3 separate regions of the Zea mays genome follow, and regions 2 and 3 are each linked to region 1. Evidence: chromatin contacts called from public Hi-C data. All regions are on one chromosome and are shown on one strand. The core of a region is the stretch at or near the end of the contact, and the rest is flanking DNA. Distances in the headings are between cores, read along the strand shown.

What was found. A called contact is a pair of places that touch in the nucleus more often than the background predicts.
Region 2: a Hi-C map of ear shows a contact between it and region 1, with 2.0 times the contacts expected there. The contact joins the promoter of LOC100273464 here to the promoter of LOC103626910 in region 1. A contact is called at or near these places in 3 of 25 Hi-C or Micro-C datasets (ear, endosperm and tassel).
Region 3: a Hi-C map of ear shows a contact between it and region 1, with 3 times the contacts expected there. The contact joins the promoter of LOC100276733 here to the promoter of LOC103626910 in region 1. A contact is called at or near these places in 7 of 25 Hi-C or Micro-C datasets (ear, leaf and tassel) and 1 of 3 datasets of contacts at active chromatin or transcription factors (leaf).

What each region holds. Positions count from the first base shown.
Region 1 is chr5:134,528,476-134,531,817 of Zm-B73-REFERENCE-NAM-5.0, reverse strand. It overlaps LOC103626910 (LRR receptor kinase SERK2), which reads left to right and starts at 1,806. Exons shown (of 11, transcript XM_008647260.4): 1 at 1,806-2,186. The coding sequence starts at 2,081.
Region 2 is chr5:134,249,464-134,252,604 of Zm-B73-REFERENCE-NAM-5.0, reverse strand. LOC100273464 (lysine ketoglutarate reductase trans-splicing protein) reads right to left here and starts at 1,874. Exons shown (of 14, transcript NM_001156498.2): 1 at 1,570-1,874; 2 at 1,096-1,211; 3 at 846-951; 4 at 613-756; 5 at 90-194. The coding sequence starts at 1,127.
Region 3 is chr5:134,963,031-134,966,298 of Zm-B73-REFERENCE-NAM-5.0, reverse strand. It overlaps LOC100276733, which reads right to left and starts at 1,472. Exons shown (of 2, transcript NM_001371574.1): 1 at 933-1,472. The coding sequence starts at 1,328.

The DNA.
Region 1 (3,342 bases), core at 557-3,056:
CCGCCGTAAAATGGGGGGCCTCGGGCGAGACGGAAGTCTCTCGAGGTCGGCTGCCCTTGGCCGAGGCTAGGCTCGGGCGAAGCGTGATCGAGTCACTCGTGTGGACTGATCCCTGACTTAATCGTACCCATCAGGCCTTTGCAGCTTTATGCTGATGGGGGTTACCAGCTGAGAATTAGGCGTCTTGAGGGTACCCCTAATTATGGTCCCCGACAATATTTTAGAGTAACGCTATAGATGTCAGATTGAGCTACATCCTTGCATTGGGAGGTGCAGTAGACCTTGTCAGCTGCTTTCGTGCATGGAGCGAGACGTTGCTATCCTCATCGTGACCGCACCTCACGTCAGATCACTCTGGACAGTTTGCAGCAGGAGCCGCCATTGAAAATTGATCAGCAGTACAGGAGTAAATAGTAAAATACAAAATAAAAAAATAAAGCTAGAGTCGTGGCAAAGTTGCCATACCAGCAGGAGGCAGCTCGGTCATATGAGTAAATAAATTGGGGTCGGCGCCAATGCTCACGGTGCCGACCCCCTGACACGTAACGTAAGTGCCAACTTATTGATGGAAACGAGATTTTGGCGCCATCTATATTGGAGTTGAGATGTGTGACCTCGGTGCCAATAATGATGGCGCCGAGGTAAGGATCTATTTTTTGAATTCAAACTAGGAAGGACGTAGTTTTGAAAATCTTTCTTAAAAGGACAAAAAAGCAAAAAAGTTGGATATATATGCGCGGCAAACGGACAAGAGTGGACGTGATGGGCTGAACAACGCAAGGGCACGGTGGCGTACGACACTGGGAGGTATAGGTGTACATTCGGGCCGTCCGGCCCGGCCCGGCCCGTTTGAATTTCGGGTCGTGCCGGGCCGGCCCATGGGCCTAGCCCTCGGCCCATGGCCCGACCCGTAATTGCTTAAACGTGCCGGGCTCATTTCGGGCGGCCCGAAATTATAAAAGTCCGAAATTCACATTACGACCCAAAATTCAATTTTTGGCCCAAAATTCACATTAGAGCCCTAAATTCAAAAAATAATAAAACAGATAAAAGATAAGACAAATAAATTTGAACAAAATCAAACTTAATGTTTGTATTAAAGTTACCATAGCTATACAATGACTACCTTGTTTATAAATTATTTTGTTAGAAGGAAAAAGAGTATAATCAGCTCTATACAAAGTTCATAAGTTCAGTTTATTGTCTAATGTTTATAAAAAAAGCAAAGTTACATCACACACTCTAATTCAAAGCTACAAAAAACATCTAATTAGCATTATTTCTAGCTTTGTGTTCTTTATCAAGTATATGAAAGTGTGGAATGAAGTGTGGTTTTAATAAATATATAGGTCTTTTCGTGCCTCTATATGGGTCATTTCGTGCATACTTTAAACGGGCCGTGCTCGTGCCCGCCCATGGGTTGTGACCTTGACCTAAACCCGGCCCGGCACTAAATTATTTCGAGTCGTGCCGTACCTGGACCGTGTTTTTTTTCATGCTTCAAGTCGACCTACCAGACCCGACCCAAATGTACACCTATACAAGTCGCGAGCCGAGCACGTCGAACGTCGCACGCCGCAGCCCTGCCCGCGGAGCCCACGGCACGCCCTGCCCGCAGGTGCGACGCAACACGCATCAGGCGCGGAGAGGCGATGAAACCGTGGAGCGCGCGGAGGCCTCCAATAAACGGTAATGCGCGAGGGTCGAAAGGCCCAAGGACTGAAGGACAGCAGCGGTCACAGGCTTCCCCATCCAGCCATTCTTCCGTTAATGCTCGGCCCACGAATCCGAATAATCCCCATCCTGAAAGAAAATAAGGACAAAAGAAAACAAAAGGAAAAAGGAAAGGACAAGTGCTCGAGGTTCTTGCTCCGCTCTTCTTTCTGCTTGCTCATCCCAGCCCCAGCCCACTGAAACTCTCGAATCCGCGGCCGCCCCCTCCGCGATCCCGACGTCCGTCCGCCTTGCTCGAACTCGACGCTCTCTTCTCCTCAACGCGCTGCACCTCCCCCCCCCCTCCCGGGGGGCGGCGCGGCCACCGGGGCCCTCTAGCGCGGCTGGGCTGATTAGGTGGAGTAGAATGGAGGCCCGGCCGGAGTGGGATCTACGCAAGATGAGGGAGCTGCGCTTCGTTGTGTTGCTTCTGGTGATATCCTTGCCGTGCTTCTCTGCATCCGATCGCCAAGGTACTACTGCACTGCCCTATCATTCCTCCAAGGTGACGCTCTCGTCAGCCATCGCTTGCCTCTGTGTCCGCATGAGCGTGTTTTGTGTACCTGTTAGCTGAGCAAACGGGAATTTAGTTGTGTATTGTTAAACTGCTGCTGTATTGTATAATAACCAGTGTTTTAGAGGGTGTTTGGTTTTAGAGACTAATTTTTAGTCTCACCATTTTATTCCTCTTTAGTCATTAAATTGTCAAATATGGAAACTAAAATAGAGTTATAGTTTCCATATTTTGCAATTTATAGACTAAAGTGGAATAAAATGGAGGGACTAACAATTAGTCCCTAGTAACCAAACACTCCCTTAGAAAGCGCTAGGTACTAGTTGGGTGCCGAGCACCTGGGGAGCAGTTAGCCTGGCTATGCAGCTGCTAGGCGGGCAATTTGGCGTTTGGGCTTCGTAGGAGTGTGTCTCCTAGCGCAAAGGCGCCGCCTTGATAGGCCAGCTGTCTGATTATCGAAATCGCGGTTGGAATATTTATGTATTGACATTTGCTAGTGGTATATGTGAAACATAGATTAGCTTATACTTAGATACTTGATAATAATGATACCACATGTTTCTGCAACCGCAATCAGCTCACCGTAGCATTTAATATGGGTGTACAATGATTTCATACAAAGCACATCAGCATGATCATTAATATTAGGGAAATTTGGATCCATACCATTAAAAGATCACCACTTTGGATCCATACCATTACTATCTCACTTACATGTGGGTCCACATGAGTCAATGACATGTGGGGTCCATGGTATATATCTAAAGTTTGGATCTTTTAATGGTATAGATCCAATTGTTCCTTAATATTACCTGAACAAACATGGGAATTAAGTCATATAACTGTGGTGGTCTATATATATGGCAATGTTCACATTAAAACAATAGTGTATGGACTTGTATCTAGGAGAAACCTTGAGGATGCATATAACTGTCAACATGATTCTCTTGGTACAGCGTACCAAACTACCAATGCTTATATGCCATCTTTTTTTTCTGTCTATCTGTATCCCTCAATGTTTAAGGTTTGGTTAACATGGAGAAACATGGTTAGTTTAGATTCCTAAAAAACATGTTTTTTTTAGATTCCTCAGGGATAATGTAGGCATTTAAAGA
Region 2 (3,141 bases), core at 625-3,124, 280 kb after region 1:
GCATATGTTTAAGAACATAGAGTGTATATAAAATATGTTAAAAAAGAAATTCAAGGCAGTTTTGAAGAAAATGGCTAACAACCACGAACCTCACTAGGATCACCCCATAGTCTTCGGGGATAAAGATCTGTTTCAGACACTACAATGCCTGGTGGAAGTCTCTCAGCACCTTTTGGGTTTGTAGGAACATAAATCTGCACACATAATTGTGTGATCATTTTGAGAAAAAGGGGGGAAAGAGCATAAACTATCTATTGCTAAGATAAATAAGTTATATGCAGTAATAAAGGTCAAATATAGATGGCTAGTATTGTTTACAGTACAAAACTGAGCCACCAACTACCACAGTTCCCTTGAAGGTAATTAGGTAATAGTTGATCTACCTATCGACATTGAAAAGAGACCCTAGATTTACAGCCTTGAGCCCTTGACATACTTGGTAAGCTTAACATTAACATTGTCATGAGACACAGCAGTAACATATGTATAAAAATAAACAATTAGGAATGGACCACAAAAAATAACAAATACGATACCTAATTTAGGCCAATACAGACATATAAGTATACAGCTAATATGGCAACACAAGAAGGCAGTAGTGTGTTGAAGTACCTCGGGAATTTCATCAGTGTTAGATTCAGAACTATTCTTTTTATGATTGTTTGCAGATGCCCAAGCATGGTTCAACAATGTCTGGGTTGTGATGCCAGAGTTCCTATCTTCGATATAAGAGATGATACTCGAAGGGAAGTGAAGCTGCAAGCCACATTAGAGTAGTGTTTTCCCCCTTCTCTAAAGCAAGTATATGAGACACAAAAACAAGAGAGGCAAGTGTGTCAATTTACCTTGGTTATGTTGACTGTAGGGAAGGAGATCCCAAACAGGTAACCCAGCATGACACCTACAACTGCCGAAAATATGAGCCGCATTCCCTCATTCGATCTTGGCATGCTGTTAATAACAAAAATTGGCAGTAAAATTACGATGAGTGGCACCGAGGACATAAAATTGCCCAACATTAGGTACACTAGCAGTTAAATCTACAGACTGAACAAGAACTGCTTATGAAGTTTGTGGATGTGGTAGTGAACATACCTACGGCCACTGCCATTGAGAGGCTTTGCCATAGGAACTGCAGAAGTTCTCCCAGCAGGAACTTAATATTAGCTCAACAGCACAAGCAGTATTGACTATCCACGGAACTTGCCCCGCTGCAGTTGTTGAGCCAAAAGAGGGAGAGAGAAAGAACAAATCAGATCTTCTTGCCAAGCAAGGTATTTTGCCGAACAGAGCAATTATTAAGCAGGGTACGATGCTGAAAAGGGGGGGGAAACTTTTTTGTTATTTCTGTCAATAGACGCGTATAGACTTGAGAAGACTAAGAAGTCGATCTCGAAGCCATGACCAACTTGCGACTAGTCTAACAAGAGACGCGTATAGACTTTGAGATTGAGACGACCGGGACGGAATCTCGCAGCAAAAATTTAAATTTTTATGCAGTGGCGAGGAAAGATTTGGACTTGCACCGTCCGGACAAATCACGACACGGTGAAATCAACCCGGGCATACCAATTAGAAGAAATCAGCCGGAAAACGGCAGGATCTCCGCTCCTCCACCGTAGAAGGGCAGCAGGGGAGGACCAACCGAGTACTAGGACGGCTGCCCGCGGTGGACGGTAAGGAAGGCAACGCGACGGCGAGACGGCTTTGTTCGGGCGGAGGCAGAGGGCGCGGCGGGGAGACCGAGGGCCGCGTGCCGGCGGCGTGCTTGACGGGGCGATGCAAGTAACTGGGTAGAGGCGACTAGAAGAGGACTAGGCTAGCATGTTGTATGTATGTATTTGGAGTTTTGGACGATGCAAACACCGCAGCCTACAGAGAGGACGATGCAGGTGGGCAGTAATGGAATTTGGGATTGTTGAGCTGGGCGCAGCACAGGATCTGGTTGTCCCACACATGGCAAGCAATCATTCACAAATCACCACCACGCCCTATCTGAGCTCTACGGTTCTACCCTTGTCAAAATGCTCTAACATTGTGGCATCCTCTCCTGTTTCCCCGGTGTGCTGCGCTATCGATTTTTTCCAAATGCATTCCACGGATCAATAATTTATACGATCAAATAAAAGAAAGTTTTTTCGCGTCCGATTTTAGTAACAAAATTATATAATTTCTTTACTCGGTAAACCAATAGGTTCAACGGTCGTCGTGTGTCAACCCCATTAAAAAAACTTATATTTTTGTATAATCAACTCGTGGCCAACCACACGAATCCACGACACGTATAGGATGCTTCTCCTCAATCTCATCATCCCAGCAAGTGCCCGGGCGAAACTGATGAGCATGCTTCTCTAGATGTAAAACCCCAAATCTTTGGGATTCAAGAAATTTTTGTTCAATAAACATAGGTTAAATTGTCCTTAATACATGTTTTTCTACTTTGGAGTTATGATCTTAAAAATAAATAAGGATAGCATTAAACTTCGATGACTCAAATCTAGATTGGACTTTTTAAATTTTAAACATAATTTTTAATCTCAGAAAAATAAATAATAGGAGGATTTAGCTTGTCAAAATATAGCAATAATGAGACTCCTTCCCTTGTCTTATCCTTTCGCTATTTAACTTTACTTTGCAGCTACCAATTTCAGTTAGAAGTAGGAGTTCCGATACTAATTTCGTTCTTTCAACGAAGGAATTCGAGGGCAGCTTCTCAAAATATAGGAGTGCTATCATATCGCATCCCAACTCTTCTTCAGCATTAAGGATCTGCCTTACTTACTGAATTACTTACGAAATCTCTTTCATTCAGACAGGATCTACGCTTTACTTTCGACTATTTATTTGAGTGAATACTCCTTTCATCAATATTATATTTAGAGACATTTATTAAAGTAAGTAATAAATAAGTAAAAGAAACTTTGCATCCATGCCGAGATTTTAATTTGTGCATCTAAATTGGCTTGAAGTTTGAACTATATTTATAGGTAATTCGAAATTTGAATTCAAACTTGATTTGAAATTAGGAAAGTGAAAACAGAAAAGAAAAAAGGTAAAGCCGACCCGTGGGCCGAATCCCTCTTCCCGACCTAGCATACAACGGTAGCCCTTAACACCGCGGCCCATTGGCGCGTGGCAGCC
Region 3 (3,268 bases), core at 223-2,722, 430 kb before region 1:
CGGCCCTCTACTCCATCGCGGCCCTCTGCTCCGGTGGCCCTCTGCTCCATCGCGTGGCTGCTGCAGAGGCCTCTACTCGAGCCTCCACCCTCCAGTGTGTGGCGCCCGCCTCTACTCCATGCCTCCACCAGAGTCCACCCTCCAGCGCGCGGCTGTCCTGAACTTCGGAGTTCACAGTTCAGACTTATTCACAGTTCAGACTTCCTAACCACTCCAAAGAACATTAGACTTCTTTAGAGTTCACAGTTCATAGTCTGTTCTGAACTTCAGACCGAGATGAGCATCTCTTCAGACGGTAATCCCTTTGTTCTTTTGCTTATTCACTTGTTCAGCAGTATTGTGCGTGTCTGCTACAGCTATAGTGTATTGTTGTACTGTAGTCCTGCTACAGCTATACACGCGCGCGCACGCGCACACACATATGGTCTTGTTATAGGTGGACGACTATAGGACGATTAGGAGTCGACTAGGCTCGACTAATCAAGCAAATCAATGACTAATCGCGATTAGTCACCTTATCGGTGCTCAGGCGACTAGAGTCGACTAGCCGACTTTAAAACCTTGAATCGGGCTCTATTTCTATTCATTTTTGAAGTAAACTTAATTAATGGTTCAAACAAATTGTGAAGAGACATTTGGATCATGATGCATTACCACACTAAAAGCAGTACCAAATTTCGGCGACAAGCAAACCATGCATTCATTTCGAGTTCGACAAAGCGATAAGCAGTGTAAACAAACTACATCACCGGTCGAAACAAACACAATGGTAAAACGCACAAGATGCCCAACGGATACCTTAACAGACACATCAAATACAAAGAAATGATCCAGAGAGTGTTCAATGCAGTGTAGAAAGAAAAGAAACACCCACGCACGCCTGGCGTTCGACGAAATGGAAAGATAAGCACAAAAAGGAAAACATGCCGTACCTTGATGCCAGGGAACGACATGCCAAGCTCCTCCTCGGGGATGACGACGGGCCACTTCTCCCCGCCGTCGCGGAACATCTTCTCCGTATCGATGAGCCGGCCCCGTGCGACGATCTGGTCCCGGATGCCCTGCGCCGTAGCTCCCTCAGCAAAGACGATGGCCTCTTCAGCTCCGGTGAAGTAGGTCACGAGGACCCTCGGAGGCGGGAGAGTCGGCTGCGACTTGAGGTCCGTGGACGGAGCTGGGGAGGGGAGGCGGCGGAGCTCGACCGAGCAAGCCGGGTTGGAGTCCTTGGCCTTGCGGCCGTTGCACTGCGCGAGGAGCTCCACTGCCGCCGCCTTCCGCGGGTCCAGAGGGCAGTACTCCACCACCACCTTGGACAGGAACTTCAGCATGCTCTTCCTCTCGCCACTGGCCCCGACGCCTTCGTCGTTGCCGCGCACTCGCCGGAGCCGCCTCTTCGCTCGCTGGAGATTTGGTGGCGGCGCGAGGTTTCGTGCCTGTATGCTGAGGGTTGGGCCAGCCCCAAACTTGTTTATGGGTCGGGTCACAAGTAGACGCCTCTTGAAATCAGTCGTATTAAATTTCTAAGGGCTAGTTTGTCATATTTTCTCACGATATTTTTATTTTTTAAGAGAAATTAGTTTATTTTCTCTTGATAAAATATAAATTCTTTGGAAAAATAGAATTCCCAGGCTAGCCTTAAGAGTATGCCTAACGGTTTTCAAACTCTACTCTAGACTAGTAAGCTAATTGTATAACAAATCTAATCTAAAATACAATAAAGTGATCGAGATAATGGGAGTACAAAAATTTGAATCTTTATTTCTTATCTTAATCTCTGAAATCGTGCTAACACTGAAATTAATAGAAAATGAACATACACATTGTATTGTTTTTCAAGTGTTGATACATATTAGATGTATTGTTACCCTCTCTTCATCAAGAAGCCTCAATACTCTCAGAAGGGGATCGACAATATTTGACTGATATTCGGTATTGAAAAATCCTTGTGCCTGGTGGTGTTCATACACATTGTGTGCAAATGCCCATTTATCACGAAACCCTTGTCCATATTATTCGAAGAGATGAGTTCTCATCTTCATCATTAAAGAAGCCATGGAATGTCTCCAAAGGGCCCATGATATCAGCATATCCACACCAAATATGATCTTTTGTAAATTTATCAGAAAGGTATAGCAATGTGAAAACATGCAAGGTTGATTGGACAGACATGAATGTAATCTCATCTCAAGGGGACAATGGGAAATAAGAGGGGGCACCACAAAAATAGTATCTAAATGCTTTTGTAGACACAAGTCAACTTCAGATAGATGTTTTTCATTCACAACCATAAATTACATCAGTTTTCATTAAAAATTGAGTTTCCACATACACAACCCTAAACATTGCATTAAGTTTGGAATTGGAATATGCAGAGTAGGGATTGGAAAGATGGTCTTGGTCCTCTAAATTGGTATTTCAAGCAATGGCCAATGTTTAGTTTTTTATACCATTCGTTGCACAACTTTATCATTTCTCACCTCAACACACATAGAATAAGAAACAGATAAAAAATTCATATAAAGCTCACTGAGAATTTTCTTGACAATTATTGTATCTTTTGTAGAAATGCCAATTAAAATTTAGAAGATCCTTCTTTTCAAAATCAGAGATTGTACTTACCCAGTTACCTTGTACTGTCGGCTTGCCACTGGAGATTGGGGATGGTTGGACATAACTGCGCACTAGGATTGGGGAAAAGAACTGGCCACTGGCATTTCCAAACTCGCCATTGGCAAAGAGATAGTGGTGTCTTCCTCCTTCGCCTCGTGCCCGTGGCCTATGGAGTCATGGAGGCGGGACAGCGCAACGGGCAGAGGTGAGAGGTAGCCAGTAGGCGCAATGCAGAGCAAAGGTGACTCAGGCTGTCAGGCGAGGTGAGTGGCGGGCGGCGTGTGCAGCGTAGGGAAGAGGTGAAGAGCGACTGTGCATGTGTGGTTGTGCCCTTGTGAGCAACAACGGTGCGAAGATGCCAGACATAGGTGGGCATCATGCTGCGTGAGTGAGGGAGGAAGGATGATCCAAATAACACTGACCATTGGATATGAGTGATGAGGGGAGGGAGAGAGGGCGATCTGAACCGTTGATTTTGAGGGTGTGTTATTTGTGGGTGCAATTTGTTTGGTGTACGTAGGGAAGCTTATAGGTGTGAGGGTGATTTGGTTGGGTGGGTTTAGCAAAGTTTTAACTGATGAATTATATAGTGTTATAGATTTTGAAAATAAAGATTACAAGTAGAGCTTTGAGACTAGATACTCGGTGTCATGTTTGC